Linked DNA regions of Sus scrofa: all the other regions are linked to region 2. A link is a contact called in public HiChIP or PLAC-seq data. All regions are on one chromosome and are shown on one strand. The core of a region is the stretch at or near the end of the contact, and the rest is flanking DNA. Distances in the headings are between cores, read along the strand shown. Region 1 holds the start of HSPA13 (heat shock 70 kDa protein 13). Region 2 holds the start of NRIP1 (nuclear receptor-interacting protein 1). Region 3 holds the start of LOC100152428 (multidrug resistance-associated protein 1).

What was found. HiChIP or PLAC-seq counts read pairs in DNA pulled down with a chosen protein or histone mark.
Region 1: an H3K27ac HiChIP or PLAC-seq map of alveolar macrophages shows a contact between it and region 2. The contact joins the promoter of HSPA13 here to the promoter of NRIP1 in region 2. A contact is called at or near these places in 2 of 5 promoter capture datasets (fetal liver and liver), 3 of 47 Hi-C or Micro-C datasets (embryonic fibroblasts, heart right ventricle and liver) and 2 of 2 datasets of contacts at active chromatin or transcription factors (alveolar macrophages and skeletal muscle).
Region 3: an H3K27ac HiChIP or PLAC-seq map of alveolar macrophages shows a contact between it and region 2. The contact joins the promoter of LOC100152428 here to the promoter of NRIP1 in region 2. A contact is called at or near these places in 2 of 47 Hi-C or Micro-C datasets (embryonic fibroblasts and heart right ventricle) and 2 of 2 datasets of contacts at active chromatin or transcription factors (alveolar macrophages and skeletal muscle).

What each region holds. Positions count from the first base shown.
Region 1 is chr13:179,319,887-179,322,586 of Sscrofa11.1, forward strand. It overlaps HSPA13 (heat shock 70 kDa protein 13), which reads right to left and starts at 1,411. Exons shown (of 5, transcript XM_001924920.6): 1 at 1,283-1,411. The coding sequence starts at 1,307. LOC102161811 (a long non-coding RNA gene) reads left to right here and starts at 1,498. Exons shown (of 7, transcript XR_002338005.1): 1 at 1,498-1,628.
Region 2 is chr13:179,914,778-179,917,477 of Sscrofa11.1, forward strand. It overlaps NRIP1 (nuclear receptor-interacting protein 1), which reads right to left and starts at 1,449. Exons shown (of 3, transcript XM_021070819.1): 1 at 107-1,449.
Region 3 is chr13:179,223,927-179,226,626 of Sscrofa11.1, forward strand. It overlaps LOC100152428 (multidrug resistance-associated protein 1), which reads left to right and starts at 1,434. Exons shown (of 28, transcript XM_005670294.3): 1 at 1,434-1,697. The coding sequence starts at 1,626.

The sequences.
Region 1 (2,700 bases), core at 161-2,660, 590 kb before region 2:
TGTATGGGTGAGTAAAGGGATAAAAGGTATAAACACTTGAATAACAACTGTGCTAATGCTGACAGGAAAAGTCATTCACCTAGAGCAAAAGCCAGATATAATCCAAATCCTGATCGATCGCTATTTAGATTTACAGTTTTATGTTTTATATATCATTATTGTTAACATTTTCACAGCAAAACCTGTTGTTAAAGGTTAAACCTCTTTATCCCCCTCTTTTTTCCTTTCAAAAGGATGAAATGAATAAGCTGTATTAAAATAATTTTGGAAGTTGCTTAGACATTAAACTGTCACTTCATAACAGAACATAGTTACCTTTTTCTGTATTAAATATGAATTAAGGAAATACTTCTTACAGATATTTAGGGAAGGAGAATAATAAAAGTATGTAACCCTGATGAAAACACAAAGCTCCTTAAAGTCAGGTTTCGTTTATCATTGTATTCCCTGCACCAAGAATGGTCCCTAGCCAACTTCAGATTGTTCAATAAATATTAATTGATGGAAAAAAAAATATGTATGAACCAAAGCCATGAAAATTGTATACATGGGTGATGAAGAAAGAGGCCGCTTTAAATTTACAATTAATCTTTTATTTGGCTTCAGGACACTGTGTTATACACCTGTGTCCATCCATGTTACATACAACCCCAAACGACAATTTGTAGGAGTCAGTTTAACTAATTGTTAGCTCATCCTCATCAACACATAACTCAAAGAAATGAAATCAGGTGCCAATCCCACTTTCCTCTTGCTCCTACATACGCATTTCGAAGCATTTCACCACTTTCTCGTCCCGAGAGGGTAATTTCTTCCAAGATTGGTGGAAAGAACATTGGACAATACATCAAAGAGGCCCGGACCTCTCAAAATCCAGCATCCCAGGAATCCACAGGTCAGGATGCTGCTGCTTGCTCCTCCCCTTCCTCCACAAAGGGGTCTAGGAGACGCACATTCTGGCAGCCTCTCAAAAGCCCCTATTCAACCAAAGATTCAAAGATCGACATTCTCTAGAAAAGAATTCTTCCCAATGCCCGAGGTCCCTGGAATGTACGCAGAGGATGGCCGCCAGCCCTACCTGGGCCTACTGCGGCCCAGGCCTTCCTAGAAGAGACCCCCAACCCGACGTCGCAAACAGCCCCAAACCGCCTCTAAGTCATCTTTCTGGCGCCCTTCCAGCTGCGCCAGCGGGATCCAGCACATACGACAACCGCCTCCTCCAGCCCGGCCTCCCCAAACCGCTCCGGTGCCCGAAACAACCTCAGAGACCCCGGTCACTGACCTAAGATCGTCATCTCTCCAGCCATCACAGTCCCGCCGAAGAGGCTTGGGATGACTGTACCAGATATGAGGCACCGCCCCCACACCGCCCCGGCAGCCCCGCGCTTCCCTGGGAAATGTAGTCCAATTGCTGCGATGCGGCCGGAGAAACTACACCGCCGGCTGGAGAAAGGACTTCATTTACCATGAGGACGCGGAGCTAAGGGCCCCCATTCAACCGCTGCCAGTGACGCCTGAGCCGCCCTCCCACGCACGGACGACCGAGCCAATTAGGCTGAGCTGGAGGAGAGCAGAGCGGAGGGACTGGGTTTACCCAGCAAACCTGAAGGGCCTCGAGCCAAATTGAGGTAAAAACTCTCCTTTAGCACCGCCCCACAGCTTTGCATTCTGGGAAGGGTAGTTTTGGCCTCTCTGCGCTCGCCTGTGGGAGAGTGAGGACCGTTAGGTTACTGCGTTTTGGTGATGTCGCTAAGCAGGCCCAGGGTCCAGCCTTTGTTATGTTGTAGATACTAGCTTTTGAAGCATGCTGTTTTGCCTTGAATCTTAGATTCCAGATGCGGGTGCGTAAACGTACCCCCCCCCCCGCTCCGCCCCGCGCCCCCAGCATCCCTAGAAGAGGCCCTGCCGCAGTGCGGGCAGGCGAAGGGGGAAGCAGGGGCGGGCGTCCCTGTAACTCCCTAAAGATCATCGGTCCTCTGCTTTTGTTTTGAGAAAAATGAATTCAGGAAGTCTTCAGTCAGATTTATCCAAAGGTGGTGGGGGACACACACATTTTCTCTATTGCTAACACTGAGGTGGCCTAAGAAAACAAAAATCTAAACAAAATACCCTAGCTTTCTCTTAAGTCATAAGTGATAGGAATGGTTTCATTCATACACAGATCCCATAACATGCTGTGGACATTCAGGACACTTGGGAAGCGTTTTTCTGGTTATAGTCTCTTTAACAGACGCGATTTTTCTCGCTTCGTGGTCACTGGTAGTACTTAATTGGCGCCTTCTGAGAGTATTTTGTCCATTACTGCAGTTGAAGTTCGTTAAAACTATGACCCGGAGACTTGAAATCTATTTCCTCACCTTAATTATAAGTCAAACAATCCCGTTGACAAGAGGTCAGCCTGCTAGGGGAATAATCTGCCACTGGATTTCTAGAAGATTTAAAAATATGTATGAAAATATTGATAGTTGCTGAAACTGAATTATGTTTCATGGGGATTCATTATAATGTTGTCTCCACTTTTGTGTATTTTTAAAAAGTATTTCATAATGCAAAGAATAAAAAGTGTATATATATTTATTGTGAATACTATTCTCTCTCATTTCCTTAGGAAGAATGCATAATTCAAACACTTAATTCATGAAAATCATTTATTGAGCACAGTGTTAGCCGCTAGTAACAACCAGGAGAGAAAGAAGGTAA
Region 2 (2,700 bases), core at 199-2,698:
GGACAGGGGCACTAACTGCAGGTCACTTGGACCCCACGCCCAGCACGTAGGAGGCACCCAGGGATTAAATGCGGAGTGACTCCCAGAGGAAAACTGGGAAGGAGACCTGAGGAGTGCTCCGTTCGGCTCCCCAGACGGACGGAGGACCCAGGAGCAGGGTTTTTCTTCAGCTGCTTTGTCACTGCGAAGTCTCCAGCGGAGTCCGTCAGCGAATCTACATCATCCCCGGGAAGAATCTGACCCGACCAGACAAGGCAAAAGGCACAGGGCTGCCACTTCTTCAGCAGCTCTCCCTGGTTCAAGCTCCGAATAAGAAATAACAATTACATCACGAGGCTGGGGCGGCAGCGCGGTGGAGCCTCTTGGTTTCCTGCAGCCAGATCTCGCTGAACCCGCCTCTAAATTGAGGGGGATAAGGATTGGTGAAGAGAGAAAGTGGAGGGAGGAGAGAGTCATACGAAACCGTAATTTCCCCTTTCTCCCTGTATTTGCTGTTTTAAAATCTTATCCTCAGCGCTCCCCAGACATCTAACTAGAACTATTAACACCCCCTCAACACCTCCCCAGATGTCAGGTTTCTTTTTGACTACTAGCATCTAGCATTTAGTAACTCGCCATGAAAAACAAAATTACCGGGGGAAATGAGTACCGTTGCTGAAATTGTTTTTGCTTGCTCCGAAACGCTAAAGTGCAGCTTAGCCTCCCTTTAAACTCCGAAATGGCATGCCTGTTTTAAAACACTTATTACACAAAACAAGTGAGTGGATGAGGCATTCCATTCTTCTATGTAGGAAACCTTGTGAATTCCATAGCATTTGAAAATAGAGTTGCTGGTGCACTTAAAAAAAAGAACTATCCAAGTCATAAACAGTATTCTATGCCTGTTATGTAATGGCTGTGCTGTGCATTTAAAATGTCATTTAACCTTTACAAATATGAATGAGAGTTCTGGAATACCTTCACAATCTGAAAAGTGAAAGCAATTTTTCAAATTAATTCTTAAATCCAGCCCGTAGCACAGTGCTGGGTACATGGTAGGTTTATTTTGCTCCATGGTGATACTGCATTTTAGAACAATTCTTTTACATCACTCTGGTGGTTGATTCAACTGTGCAGTCTGTCGCCCTCTTATACAGTTTAGACCTCTTATGATAGTTTGTTATTTGCATATACCACTGTTTGAAATCTGTTCAAGACAACTTGGTAAAGTCTGCTGTTCTATAGCATAACATTAACCCAGGATTGATGCAAAGCCAAGTCTTCCAATTAAGTGATGATCAGCATAATTGGAGCTTGGCTCTTTAAGGAGTCAAACTTGTTTAAAAATAAAAAAAGTCAAACTTGTTTTAACTCTTGTACAAATGTTTTCTATGTATTATAAATATTTCTGTTTTCTAAAACAGTTTGGCTTTTTGTCGAAATTCTGGGTTAATTTTATTTAAAGTGTTTATTATATAGTAGGTTATAGTGGATTTAGCAACTACGTCCAGTTCCTGTTCTTTATCAGGCTTCTTCCAAGGTGTTAAGGCTGCTCCCAGGAGGTATATAAGCCATCAGTCTCTGCCCTGAAAGACTCTGGGATACTGGGACTGAGTGATTATCTCTGCCCGTTGTAGTTTCTCTCCCCCTTCTCTAACTGACAATCTGGTGTCTTTTCTCTCTTTTGCCAGCATGCCTGCCTCCAACATTCTCCTCCTCTTCTGATTGGCAGCTGCTAGTCTGGTGAGGTCTGAGAATCCAGATAGCCTCACTTGTCACAATACAGTCTAAAGTAAAACTGAGTGGGTTCCCTGGAAGGAACTAATGTGCTCACCAAGGAGTAAAGCACATGAACCTTAGTGCATAGATTCTGTGACACATTTGGACCGCTCAACTGTTGCTCTGAAAATATTCTTTTTGCTTCTTAGCAAGAGTTTTAGATGATTGCAGTTGGTAGATAAACAACTTCCTAAGTCAGGTTATATCAAGTTTTGGTCTTGCCCTCCAACACTAGTGTTAAAAAAGTCTGCTGCAATATGTTAGGTGACTTAACAAAGCTGCTCACCTCATTATTAAGCTCTCTTCTCAACCTCACAGAACTCCAATCATTGAAATCCTGAACTCTTTTTGGTAGTGCATTAGTGTTAAGTAAATTGCACACCTTTTGCAGAATTCATTTTTACTTAATCATTCTAATTGTGTTGGGGCTATTTTGTTGTTCTTTGTTTTTTTTTTTTTTTTTTGAAAAAATCAATACCTAAGTTTCCTGGCTAAGAGAGTCATTGCAAGGATACTGGGGCATATATGTAATATAAGAATGCCTATTCAGTAATTTGTGTAGTGAAGACAACTCTCATATAACCAATCGTGATGTGAAAAAGACACCCTTGAGCTTATATACTTAAACACACAAGTAGGTTTACAAACCCTGGGGTTCCTGTGGGCTCAGAGACTTACAGTTCGGGCTCAATATGTTCATCCCCCACAAAGAAGGCATCTGGGAGAGGCGTGCTTATGATGTGCTCCCTGAGTCTGTCCTGCTAGAGCATTGTTCACACCAGTTGGTGACAGGATGTTTAACCATTCTAAGTTCAAGTACTACAGCCCCAGGGGCCATATCCCTCTCGTTCACATTTGGGTACCTCCATCACTTATCCCTGGCACACTGTGTGTGCCAGCGGTAGCCATCCGGTAGATATTGGACAAGATACTGTCATAGCC
Region 3 (2,700 bases), core at 184-2,683, 690 kb before region 2:
GTTCTTGGAAATCTGTTTCCAGTTGCTAGAACCACCCTTTCCTGAGGAGACTAACCAAAGGGAGGGAGGAAGGAAAACTTCCTTGAGTTTGGAGCCTGAGCTATGTTTAGGTCCTCGTCCCCCACCCCCCCCCCCCCCGACCCCACATGGTACAGGTTCAAGTTTCTTCTCTCCTTATATGTGAAAAAGCAGGAACTAAATGTATAAGATGACATTGTCTTTTCTGTGTAGAATCCAGAGGGAAGAGTTTAAAAATACAGATGGGGAAAGGGCCCCTCAAGGAGAGGCTGCTGAATTGATCATGTCCCTATTTCGGCCTGTGAATTTGTGAAAAATTCTGGAAGAAGTGAGACAAAATGTCTAAGTTTTGAACTATGACCTCAGTTCTTCAGTCTTATTTACTTTAAAATGAAAACTACAACTTCCGTTTTGCATAGGGCCAGACAAATATGGTTTGAAGAGAGTCAAATAAATTGTGTTTCTAAACATTCCCCAGTATTTTAATTCCATGAGGTATCATTTGGTTTAATCCCTGTGTAGACATATTTGGATTTCTCAGTTTGACCTGTTCTGTGGGCAGACCAAAACTCCCCCTAAGTACCATCTTTGAGCCCCTTTCTTTAGGATACTGGCTTTTCCTTGTATTAAATATTTAATTTTTTCTGCCTACCTCTAGCATTGATTTCAAGAAGCAGACAGAATGTTCCTTGGTCCTGAAACACAATACCCATCCTTGTAAAATCATCACGTTGACTTATCCTTATCCCCACTACACAGAATTCTTACAATTACTCCTCCTTCTGTTATTTCAATTTCTAAGTCAATTGAAACAAAGTACTTCATCAGACCAATGACACATCCCATGGAAAATGATTATTTGCACACACCAACATTTCTTTATACAAGGTCTATGATCCATCAATATTTATTAAAAGGCAAAATGTCATCCTTAATTTTCATACCCCCCTTTGTATGGCACATATTTTATTTAGTTCTTTGCTACTCTTAGTTACTACAATGTGTTTCCACTTATTACATAGCTTTATGATTAGTTTGGAGAGTAAAATTTAGATTCTATATACTGTTACTGTTTTCTAATACTTAGGGAAGCATTCCATTAACGTTCTAATTTTAAAGCCCCTTGCAATAAAATTTCTGTAAAATTCTACTGACACTTGTTGTCCTTAACAGTTTTCTGTAGGGGACAGCTGTTTACCTTCTGTTTGCAAATAAATAAATGACATCCCAAGGGGAAAAGAGTTTGCTCTTCTATAGACAAGGGGTACGTTTTCTAAAGTAACCCTGGAAATTGAGAAATCTGGAGCTACTGAGTCAAGTGCAAACTTCTCAAAAAGCAGAGATCTTTGGACTCCACCGAAGGTCTCATTTCTTCTCAGCCCCCGCCTTCCTCCCTTCCTGCCCCAACTCGCAGCTCAGGGCGCTGGCAGGAAGTGCTGGTAGAGGGCAGGGCGACAGCTGACACGCCCGGCTGAGTGCTCCCTTCCTTCCACCTTCCAGGCTCCGGCGGGACTGACGGTCCCCTGCCAAGAGAGGTGACAGCCGCAGCACCTCTCTCCGCTTCCCTTAGCCGTCGCTGTCGCCGTCGCCAAGAATCCCCGCGGGCCATGTTTTCCAGCCTGTGGAGATGGGGCGCTAGCGGCTCCTACCAGCGGGTCCCCCAAGGCTCCTGGACGCAGGTAAAGCTCGGGGTGGAGCAGGGTGGGAAAAAGCGGGGCGGTTTTCTGGCTGGTCTGAGGGAAAAAGGAAAGTGGGGAGAGCTAACTGTTGAGATCTGGAAACGTGAATTGATGTCTTAGATCTTTGTTTTCCTAGTAAATCAGACACACACACGCTCAGGAGGATGGTGTGAAACTTAAACCTTCACTATCTCAGTGGAGGTGGCTGCCTAAGCAAAGAGGCATTTTTGAAGGGATTAGGTGACTCCCCTGTTACCAGAAACACACATTTGAGAAAAGAATGAATGGATTTGACTTTGACTGAAGGAGTAGAGGTCAGAATGGAAATTTACCATCAGTAGAGCCCATTAAAACCCCAGGAGAGATTCGGGATAAATAAACTGTGTGTCAACTGACAGAGTACAGGGACACTGAGGCCTCCGGAAAATCCAGAAACTGCAGACCTTATCTGTACCTTGATCTGCCACTCCCCTCTCCTCCCACAACACGTGCTTCCTCCACGATAGAAGTCATGTGCTAAGGAAAGGAACCCTGCAGTTGTGTAGCATATCTGGAGTGATTTCCCTAATAAAAACTCAATTTGTTTTATTTCTCACCACTATGCAAGACAGGATCTTAGAAATAGACCTTAGAAATAGCCCTTAGCACATGTGGGTTCTGTAGTTCTAAAAAGAAAAATTTTTAAAAAGGATTTCACATTCAGGGGACAGAACCTTTCAAATCCTGGCTTTTGTTAATAAGTACAAGCGTCAAATAAATATGACAGCCATTCTTCTGATTACATATAAAAATGACACTATATGAGAAAAAGAATGTATGTGTATGTATGACTGGGTCACTTTGTTGTACAGCAGAAATTGACACAATATTCGAAATCAACTATACATTAATAATTTATTGAAAAAAGAAACTATAAATTTCTATCAAGGTAAAACAAATAATATGTAAAGCACTTTTTTAAATCTATAAAATATAAGTATTGAATAAGTCCCCTTTTCACTTT